Regions from separate parts of the Mus musculus genome. Here region 2 is linked to region 1. The links are chromatin contacts, called in public Hi-C maps. All regions are on one chromosome and are shown on one strand. Each heading gives the region's core, a stretch centred on a gene start, on an enhancer-like site or on the middle of the called end of the contact. The rest is flanking DNA. Distances are from core to core; before and after follow the strand shown. Region 1 has its middle 170 kb from the start of Calb1. Region 2 holds the start of Calb1 (calbindin 1).

Evidence for each region. A called contact is a pair of places that touch in the nucleus more often than the background predicts.
Region 2: a Hi-C map of uterus shows a contact between it and region 1, with 2.2 times the contacts expected there. The contact joins the promoter of Calb1 here to the enhancer-like site in region 1. A contact is called at or near these places in 1 of 39 promoter capture datasets (liver) and 1 of 484 Hi-C or Micro-C datasets (uterus).

The regions. Positions count from the first base shown.
Region 1 is chr4:15,711,129-15,716,423 of GRCm38.p6, forward strand. No RefSeq gene overlaps it. Among named protein-coding and RNA genes, the nearest start is that of Calb1, 170 kb to the right of the region's middle. Within about 2 kb of position 3,138, at least 1 of the 459 cell types and tissues checked has an H3K27ac peak or open chromatin away from gene starts, as enhancers often do. A contact at or near this core is called in uterus, where this site is marked.
Region 2 is chr4:15,877,983-15,882,979 of GRCm38.p6, forward strand. Calb1 (calbindin 1) reads left to right here and starts at 3,282. Exons shown (of 11, transcript NM_009788.4): 1 at 3,282-3,495; 2 at 3,976-4,052. The coding sequence starts at 3,417.

The DNA.
Region 1 (5,295 bases), core at 1,888-4,387:
TAAAGAAACAGTTGCCACACAAAACTCTTATGAGTTCCCAGTTTTTATAGGCCCTCAGGGGGGAAAGGAGAAGGGGGAGATTAGGGGATTTCCAGATCTAAACAATGTCTATTCTCAAAAAATGGGTATGGGAGGGGTACAAGGAAAGAGTCTAATGAAGGTGCAGCAATGGGCACACACCTGGTCAGAACATTGGCAGACACACAGGTTCAAGGAGTGGCCAGAGCATTGTGCACCTCTATTTTTCTAAATCAGTGAAGCTAGTTCTGCTAACACTGACGTCTATCTTGCCAATTTCAGGGCTTCTGTGTCCTTTTACATTCTGCCAGGATCTTTTAGTTGCAAGGGATAAGGACTAATATAGAGGGATGGAAAGATGAGAGAGACTAGGATGCATGATGTGAAATTTGCAAAGAATCAATAAAAAGTTAAAAAATAAAAGATAAAATAAACCATTCAAGCCTTGAAGATATGGGCACAGGGGAAAAATTCCTGAACAGAACAGCAATGGCTTGTGCTGTAAGATCGAGAATTGACAACTGGGACCTCATGAAACTCCAAAGGTTCTGCAAGGCAAAAGACACCGTCAATAAGACAAAAAGACCATCAACAGATTGGGAAAGGATCTTTACCTATCCTAAATCAGATAGGGGACTAATATCCAACATATATAAAGAACTCAAGAAGGTGGACTTCAGAAAATCAAATAACCCCATTAAAAAATGGGGCTCAGAACTGAACAAAGAATTCTCACCTGAGGAATACTGAATGGCAGAGAAGCACCTGAAAAAATGTTCAACATCTTTAATCAACAGGGAAATGCAAATCAAAACAACCCTGAGATTTCACCTCATACCAGTCAGAATGGCTAAGATCAAAAATTCAGGTGACAGCAGGTGCTGGCGAGGATGTGGAGAAAGAGGAACACTCCTCCATTGTTGGTGGGATTGCAGGCTTGTACAACCACTCTGGAAATCAGTCTGGTGGTTCCTCAGAAAATTGGACATAGTACTACCTGAGAATCCAGCAATACCTCTCCTGGGCATATATCCAGAAGATGTCCCAACCGGTAAGAAGGACACATGCTCCACTATGTTCATAGCAGCCTTATTTATAATATCCAGAAGCTGGAAAGAACCCAGATGCCTCTCAACAGAGGAATGGATACAGAAAATGTGGTACATCTATACAATGGAGTACTACTCAGCTATTAAAAAGCATGAATTTATGAAATTCCTAGGCAAATGGATGAACCTGGAGGGCATCATCCTGAGTGAGGTAACACATTCACAAAGGAACTCACACAATATGTACTCACTGATAAGTGGATATTAGCCCAAAACCTAGGATACCCAAGATATAAGATACAATTTGCTAAACACATGAAACTCAAGAAGAATGAAGACTGAAGTGTGGACACTATGCCCCTCCTTAGAAGTGGGAACAAAACACCCATGGAAGGAGTTACAGAGACAAAGTTTGGAGCTGAGACAAAAGGATGGACCATGTAGAGACTGCCATATCCAGGGATCCACCCCATAATCAGCTTCCAAATGCTGACACCATTGCATACACTAGCAAGATTTTATCGAAAGGACCCAGATGTAGCTGTCTCTTGTGAGACTATGCCGGGGCCTAGCAAACACAGAAGTGGATGCTCACAGTCAGCTAATGGATGGATCACAGGGCTCCCAATGGAGGAGCTAGAGAAAGTAGCCAAGGAGCTAAAGGGATCTGCAACCCTATCGGTGGAACAACATTATTAACTAACCAGTACCCCGGAGCTCTTGACTCTAGCTGCATATGTATCAAAAGATGGCCTAGTTGGCCATCACTGGAAAGAGAGGCCCATTGGACACGCAAACTGTATATGCCCCAGTACAGGGGAACGCCAGGGCCAAAAAAAAAAAATGGTAATGGGTGGGTAGGGAAGTGGGGGGGAGGGTATTGGGGACTTTTGGGATAGCATTGGAAATGTAATTGAGGAAAATATGTAATTAAAAAAAAGAAAGAAATATTTTTCTCCCTACAGATAGACAGAAAGGGATTGGATTTAGATGGGAGAAGAGGTGAGAAGGAACTGGGGGAGAGTAGAAGGAGAAGAAACTGTAATCAGGATATATTATGTAAGAGGAGAATCTGTTTACTAAAATGAGGCAAACAGTTGCTTAGTGACACTTCTCTCTAAGTAGAGAAGAGCATTTATAAAAGACGAGGGAAATTAAATATACTTCGTCCCACTCTGCCCCCAACCCAAAGGACCACTTCAGTTTATGTAGTTAACATTTTTAAAAAGTCACTGTTAACATATAAAGGTTTAAAATATGTTTAGCATATGCCCTTGAAACACTCTCTCGTGCTAGCTAGGTCTATACTGGTAAAGGTTCCAAGGTTCTAGCTATTTTCCACATTTTGATTTTGCTATAACTAAATGGTTAGTTTAAATTGGCCCCTGCCAAGGTCCCAAGAAAATAGCTCCAACTCTAGACATTGCACGGGATGGCTAGGTGCTGAGGAGGAGAGGGGAACGACCTTACTGTCACCTCTATTTATTTGACAAGGCTCCCCCTAGTCTACTGCTGTTTTCCATCACCTGAGCACAGCTGACTTTGACCAGTGTTCTCCTGAGCAGCGCTGGAGAGGATGACTGGGCAGGAACTAAATGTTCTCCTTCTCCCCGAAGACCTGCTTCTCAGATTCCATAGAATTCCTGCCTGGGGCACACGCCAGGGCTCACGTTCTCATCCAACCTTTGCTGCTTGACTTATTTCGACATAACGTTGAGCTCTTTCCAAAGAGCAGGTGCTTGCGCGGCCATCAGTTCACCAATAAGGGCTGACCTACAGATGTCGGAAAGGGCTCGTTTCAGCAAAAGTCGGAAAACAGAAGCATTTTTTATGCTAAATTTAAAGCTGCCCTTGCTGTTTGTAACTGCAATGCCAAAAGTAAAAAACTTGAAAGCTCATATTGAATTAAGATTCGAACAGGGAAGGGGAGCAGAGAACACCTTCTATTTTTTTCTTTTCAAAATAAATAATTATTTTCTTTTAACGGTAGAAGGAAATGTTTTATGCTCCAGTCTCTCTGACTGCTTGACCTTCATGTTAGGACTCTGATAATCATCTTACTGCTGCAGAACAATGGAATGTACAAGTTACAAAGTGTATTCCCCAGACTGGTAAGACTCCCAGCAGAAACACTGAGTAACCATAGTGAAAGAGGTTTGAGTAAAAACGAATGGAAAGTCACAGGAGATTTAGAAAGTATGAAGGAAAGGGACTGTAGACTGAATCCTTTCATTAATATTTCAATCATTTTCCTTTTGATCTCGGAAAGTAATGCCATTCAGAAACGCCTACCTTTTCCTCCCATTTATAAACCTCTGAGAGTGTGATAGACAAGCACTGAGGACCCGTGATCCTCATGATATCAGCGTTGTGGTCCCCTGGTTTACACTACAAGAAATATTCCTGATGTATAAGCAACTATCCCAAGGTTGTACAGAAATCCATGCTGACCTAACAAATATGATCTCAGAGTCACCATGAACTTCTTCTTTTAGCCTCAGGTACCCTCAAACTCACTCAGAGTGGGGGAGTCAAGCAGCTTAAGATTGTTTATTGTAAGACCTGATTTAACCTTCAACTATAGCTTCCATCCTCCGGAGAACTGACTCTTGTCTCAAGTTACACACTCTCCTCATTGCTTCTTCACTTTTCTCACTACAACAAAAAATGTGTGATGAGGTAATAGAAACTTCTAACTAATCTTCTGTTATAGTCACCACGGAAAAAATGGTATATACGAGTGTAAAAAAAAGTAATATGTGTATGGGGGTACCTACAGAGACTGCAACCCCTTCACACTAATCAATAATTGGTATAATCTTGCCACAGCATGTGACACTTGAGAACAAAGGAGCATGGCCCCTGTGACTCATTAGTACTTACCTTACTTCACGCTGAAGTAGCCCCGAGGAGGTGACTTTCTGCTGAAGTGTCACAGTGATTTACAGAGATTTGCACTGTGTTTCAGCGTTTGCTTATTGTTCGCCATTACAATATAGTCATTGTGAACCTACTCCAGTAAATTGTCTGTGTTCTCAAAAAATGAATGAGCCAGAGGCTGGGGATCTCTCTAATACCTAGTACAAAATTAATTAGTACAGTAGTGGAGTTAAGACCTCTCTCTTCTTAAAGCTGTTAGAAATCTCAGACATCAAGAGAGAATAACCAAAGGATGGGTAGAAAAATAAGAGTGGGTAGCTAATCACAACAGAGAGAGAAGTAGGCCTAATTGAACAAATGGCTTTAGCAGCATCCAATCTTTATAAAGATGTTTAATAAAGAATATAGAAATAAGAATATAGAAAGGAGCTTTTCAGGACATTGAGAGACTTAAACAACATTGGAAAACTATGACATCTAAGGCATACATCTTCCATGACAGTAAAATTGATAAAGGTTACAAAGTGACATGACAGAAATAATGAATAATGACTGTAATTATTGTCATGTAATGCCTGTAATATGTTTGTAATACAAATGTGAATTACTCATATATGCCAATAATGTCTGTGAATAATTACTCTAAGAATCATGGACAATAATTAATAACAGTCATTCATTGGGGATTTGTATACACTTCCCATTGGCACACACACAGAAAAATAAAATGGTACAATGTTCTCTCAGATCAGCTCTTATTCCTTAAAACAGAATAGCATTAATTATTAGTGTCAGTGATCAAGACCTACAAAGTACACATATCTCTGTCAAACCAAAAAAAAAAAAAAGTTTATATTGACAGATCAACACTAATATACTGAGATTTCAAATAAATTTTTTCTTTACTTTTTTTTTATTTTGTGTGGATAGGTGGTTTAGTTGTATGTATATCTGTGTGCCATGTGTACACGGGGGATCAGAGCCCTGGGGACCTGGTAATTCTGAAGGGTATTTAATTTCAAACTTCTCAAAGTTTAATGGCATATAAATTATAAGAACTCATAAACAGAGGCTGTGATTTGGTAGATCCACAGCAGGATCTGGGAGGCCGCCATGCCTGTGGTGCTAGAAGGGCTTGAGTTTCCCTCAGAGGTCTATGTGGCAGAAGCTTGGTCAGCAAGGTGACACCATTTATTGGTGGAAAGACCTTTGGGGGAAAACAAAGCCTGCCTCTTCAACAAGGATAATATTTTTCTTATCTGTATATTCATTAAAACTCGCATATAGCCTGACAAGTGACCCCAAATACATAAGTGTTTTGTGACCTGGCAAAACTAAAGGACAAATT
Region 2 (4,997 bases), core at 2,032-4,531, 170 kb after region 1:
AAACTTTGTTATCTAAATCCACAAGTCCCCCTTCATGTTCTAAATCCCATAAATGTAAATTCACTGTTCTCAACCATGTTTGCTTTCTTCTGAATAACCTACATTTGATTGATCAGCTCATTTTAAAAATGGTAGCACCCCGAATGAAACATACTTCCCATGGTAGCTACCTAACTAAGAATAGAATCCTTTTACCAAAACATCTCTACAAACCTTTCAACTTCTGGGAAAGGGGGATGTAAGATCTTTCAGGAAACACTAGTAGGTAACAGCATGAGTCTCTCCCCAAGAAGGCTTGACTAATCTATTAGAAATCCTATGTGTGGACATGTTCATAAGAGAGCATGATGGAATCCTTCATGTGCTTGAACCCATAGTAAAATATCTGAGCATTTTCTTTTCCCCTTGAAGGCTAAGAAAGCATTCATTCAACCTGAAAGGTTCTGGTTCTCCCATATGCATAGTGATTTGAACTGCCATGTCTTAGTCAGGGTGTTTATTCCTGGACAAACATCATGACCAAGAAGCAAGTTGGGGAGGAAAGGGTTTATTTGGCTTACACTTCCAGACTGCTGTTCATCACCAAGGAAGTCAGGACTGGAACTCAAGCAGGTCAGGAAGCAGGAGCTGATGCAGAGGCCATGGAGGGATGTTCCTTACTGGCTTGCCTCCCCTGGCTTGCTTAGCCTGCTCTCTTATAGAACCAAGATTACCAGCCCAGAGATGGTCCCACCCACAAGGGGCCTTTCCCCCTTGATCACTAATTGAGAAAATGCCTTACAGCTGGATCTCATGGAGGCATTTCCCCAACTGAAGCTCCTTTCTCTGTGATAACTCCAGCTGTGTCAAGTTGACACAAAACTAGCCAGTACATGCCAGTAGGGCCTAAGTCTAAATACAGATGCAATAATTCAGTAACATGAAATGGGAAAGAGTTTAATTGTGCTGGAGATTTTTTTTCTCCTCTTATGACACGTGGGATCGTGAACCTGTTCACCTGAATGCTGTGTAATGAGGCCTAAGAGGCAAGTCATAAGAGTGCTTTGCAATGCTTTTGGAAAGTTTAATCTTATGGAACAATCACAGTATTCAAAGGGTGTGTACTTCTTCCAGAATCCTAGAAGGTGAGAGAGGTTCCTGAATATTTGAAAAATAACACCCTCCCAATCTTGGTTAATGAACTGAAAAATTCGGCAGGCAAAAGGCAGAAATAGTTCTTAAGTTACTTCAGAGCTGTAGAACTGAAACACACACTTGTTTAGTGTCCTTAAACTCAATTTAATTTTGAAGTGACACCAAAAATGTCTAAAAAGAGATGTTGATTTTAAATGAGAGTCTAAGACTAATAGTTATTTAAGAGAAAAATGTATTTTATGAAGTTACATTTCTTCTGCTAAAAAAAATTATCCAGGAAAAAATATTACCTTAGAAAATCAAAATGAAAAAAAAAAGAAAATCAAAATGTAAATTGAAGAAATTGAAGACTATAACATTCAAAGATGTTGAGGATGCCATGTTTACAGCTTGTTAATCTGAGTTGATACAAACTAAAAGAACTAATCTAGAAATGTTCTTTAAATTTTAAATTATATATGCTTTTGTACTAACAATAGTACCCCTATGACCAGGAAAAAATGTATATCTAAAATAAATATCTGAAGATATTTGTTGCAGCTGTTTGTCACAGTAGAACACTAAAAAAGATGGAATGTCTACAATTAGGATGGAAAACTATGTTATGTAAACATGGGCTAATGGAGGAAGTGTCTACCGAGGAACAAACTTTTGTATGAGGATGTGACTTGGGTAGGCTGAGATTCAGTTTTCCCTGGAAATTAAGAGGTATATGAACAAAAGTAACTGACGTGTATTGGGTCAAATGCCCCTTTACCTTTGTAAGCCACAGAAGGTAAGGTTAATACGTTTTATTGCACTACTTGCAGGACCTAGCAAAGTACCTGACCCAAAAGCTGTTGATAAGTGTTCACTGAATGGATGAAAATATAAACAACTGGGCATGCACATAATCTTTTTAAGTAAAAACAATATCCTTGTTATCCTCTCAGAGTTTGGCTTGCTTTGTGTATAATATCAGTCTGAGATTTGTGTGAGAATCAGATAAGGTGATGAAAGTCAAAACTTACATCCATGAAAACTTTAGAGTATCATGGCTGCAGGACTTGTCTGGAGAAGACAATTGGTTGCCTCACAATCCCACTATTGGAGGAAACACAAATGTGGTGAATTCCATATTCTATGACACACGTGAAACCTGTGGCGCTTCATGAGCTCGTTTTGAAAGTTTATACCACACTGGTTTGCTTTTGTGTTACTGTAACCAGACACATAGGGTTCATTTTCAGCAGACCATAAGGTCTCAAAAGATGGACAATTAGATAACTTAGAAATACTTACGTAAAAGAAAACCTAAATACAGTATTTGTCATATTAAAATACCAATTGTAACATGTAGCCGGATATTTTTCCCACCTCTAATGATTTCCAGTTTCTGGAAAAAAATCCCTCACCTAGAGATAGAAGCAGCGCAGCTGTAAAATCAGTGAGTGGGGCTGCTACGGAGTCACTGGTTAGCCTGGTGACATTTCTTTCAGTTTCTACTTTGTAAGATGCAAGTAACTAATGGCATCGATAAAATCACTTCCTTCCTAACATCTTAAATTCTTATAAGTTAATTCTACTACATTCCAATAATTCTGCTTCAAGCTCAAAAAGTAACAACAGCAAGAGCAGCAGACTCCTGCATTCTGCTGTCTCTAAGCATAGCTCACATCTTAAACAGCCACGTGATGGTCTCCATTAGCGCAATATGAAGCATTGTTACAATTAACCACAGCAACGTATGCATTAATCAAATTAAACTAACACTTGACATCTGATTTTGTTCAAATACTCAACTGCCTCGATAAATACTAAGTAGACAAAATCTCCACTGACGTGGTTTATCAGTCAGCTTTCCCTTCCATCTGAAAAAAAATCAAACAATTCTAGGTATGTTGCTTTACTCTAACATTCAGGAGTGAAAGCCTCCCTGAACCTGGGGGATGTGAGGAGAAATGAGTCTGAGCAAGGGATCCCCACCACCTGCTGCTTCCTAGACTCCAAAACTCCAGCTCCAGCTATTTCCTGGGAAGAGAGAAATCGGAGGGGAGGGGAAGAAGGTTGGTGAGAGCAAGAGGCGGGAGCTAGGAAAAGGAGGCAGGAGGAGGCGTGGCCCGGCCTGGGGCCGGCGGGATAAATACAGAGAACTGGGTGCGGGGTGCGGAGAACTCCGGAGGACGCCCGAACGGAGCAGCACCGCGGACAGCGCCCCGCCGCGCCGCGCCCAGCTCAGCCTGCGCAGCCCTCTCGCCCGAGGTTCGCGCTCCGCGCACTCTCAAACTAGCCGCTGCACCACGATGGCAGAATCCCACCTGCAGTCATCTCTGATCACAGCCTCACAGTTTTTTGAGATCTGGCTTCATTTCGACGCTGACGGTGATTATTTTCTTTTTTAACCCTTGCAAGACCCGTCCCCATTCCTTCCCTGCTCTTCCCTTCGACTGTGCTTGTTCATCCCAACCATCCTTTTCTGTTCTTTTCCGTCTTCCTTCACCCTGTCTAATCTCGTCTCCCCCTGACTGCCTACCCATCATCCTGGAAGTTTACACTGAGTGTACGCCATCCCCGTGCTGTAAGCGTTCACCTTTCTAGGAACGGTAACGGTAGGACAGAAGCAAAGATTGGGAAACCCTGTCCCCAAAAGTTTCAAACACCATCCCCAGCACCCCTGCTACCCTCCTATGCCCTTTATGCGGTTGAAGTTTTACACCTAGGAAGCTAAGCGCTGCGGCGGCTCATTGCTGATTAATCGGTGCTCAGGCTGTACATAGCCTCCCAGGACGGTTGTCCTGGAAAGAACCGAGAAGAAACTTAGAAAGAGACATCTGACACCTGGGTGTCTCTTTGTCTTTTCAGGAAGTGGTTACCTGGAAGGAAAGGAGCTGCAGAACTTGATCCAGGAGCTTCTGCAGGCGCGAAAGAAGGCTGGATTGGTAGGCTTGAGTTTGAGCAGGACCCTTCAAGCCTAAGACATACCTATTCTTGTGTTTCATAAAAGAGGTTTTGTGGGAGAAAGTAAAGGCTTACCTACTAAGAAAGGCGAGAGAGAACATATTTCCAAATTGCGTCAAGAGAAAAAGTGTGTGTGTGTGTGTGTGTGTGTGTGTGTGTGTGTGTGTGTGTGTGTGTTTGGTGGTGGTGGTAGGGTGTCTAAAGAGAAAATCCCTATCATCTTAAATCAGTCATATATTTCTATAATCCTCCTTTCCTTAATAGGTCTTAAAAGGAAATGTCGATGTGCAAGACCCTTCGTCAGATTCCCCACCTCCACCACTGAGTTGGTTGTGTGATTTCTAACTTCTCTTTTCTAGACGATAAGGAAGGGGTAGAAATACATTCCTGCCCCTTGGTGGTCAGGAACAGATCTGCAGATTCTAGTGCCAATTTCTGCTGCGAAGTCAGAGTAGCTGGGAACGGGGTGGGGGAGGGGTGAAACTACAGCTTGCCTTGACCCTTAATCTTGAGCAAAGATAACCAATTCATAATAAGTGTGAGAATTTAGCAAGAAATGGTTTTTTTTTCATTTTTGTTGGAGAGAATCCCCAAATTAATAAAGCAATAAAACAAAGCACTGTAAGAATTTCATGTATTGTGGAAAGGAGAAGATTCTGAAGAGAAAGTACGAGTGGTGGTTTTTAAATAAGCTATGGTTTTGACATAAGCATTGGTTAAATAAATTATAATTATTGTTTAAGAATTAATTCCTTTGGGCCAAATCTATTTGTTGGGAAAGGATGATGTCAATGGAAAAATAAAAGATACCCAACTAACTTTTAAACATATGAGATGTTTATATAAAGAGTAAATTGAGAATTTTACAGGTCTGATAGCATTTATGTAAGACTGCTTTTCAAAAGAAAGCAAGGTTGGATACGCAG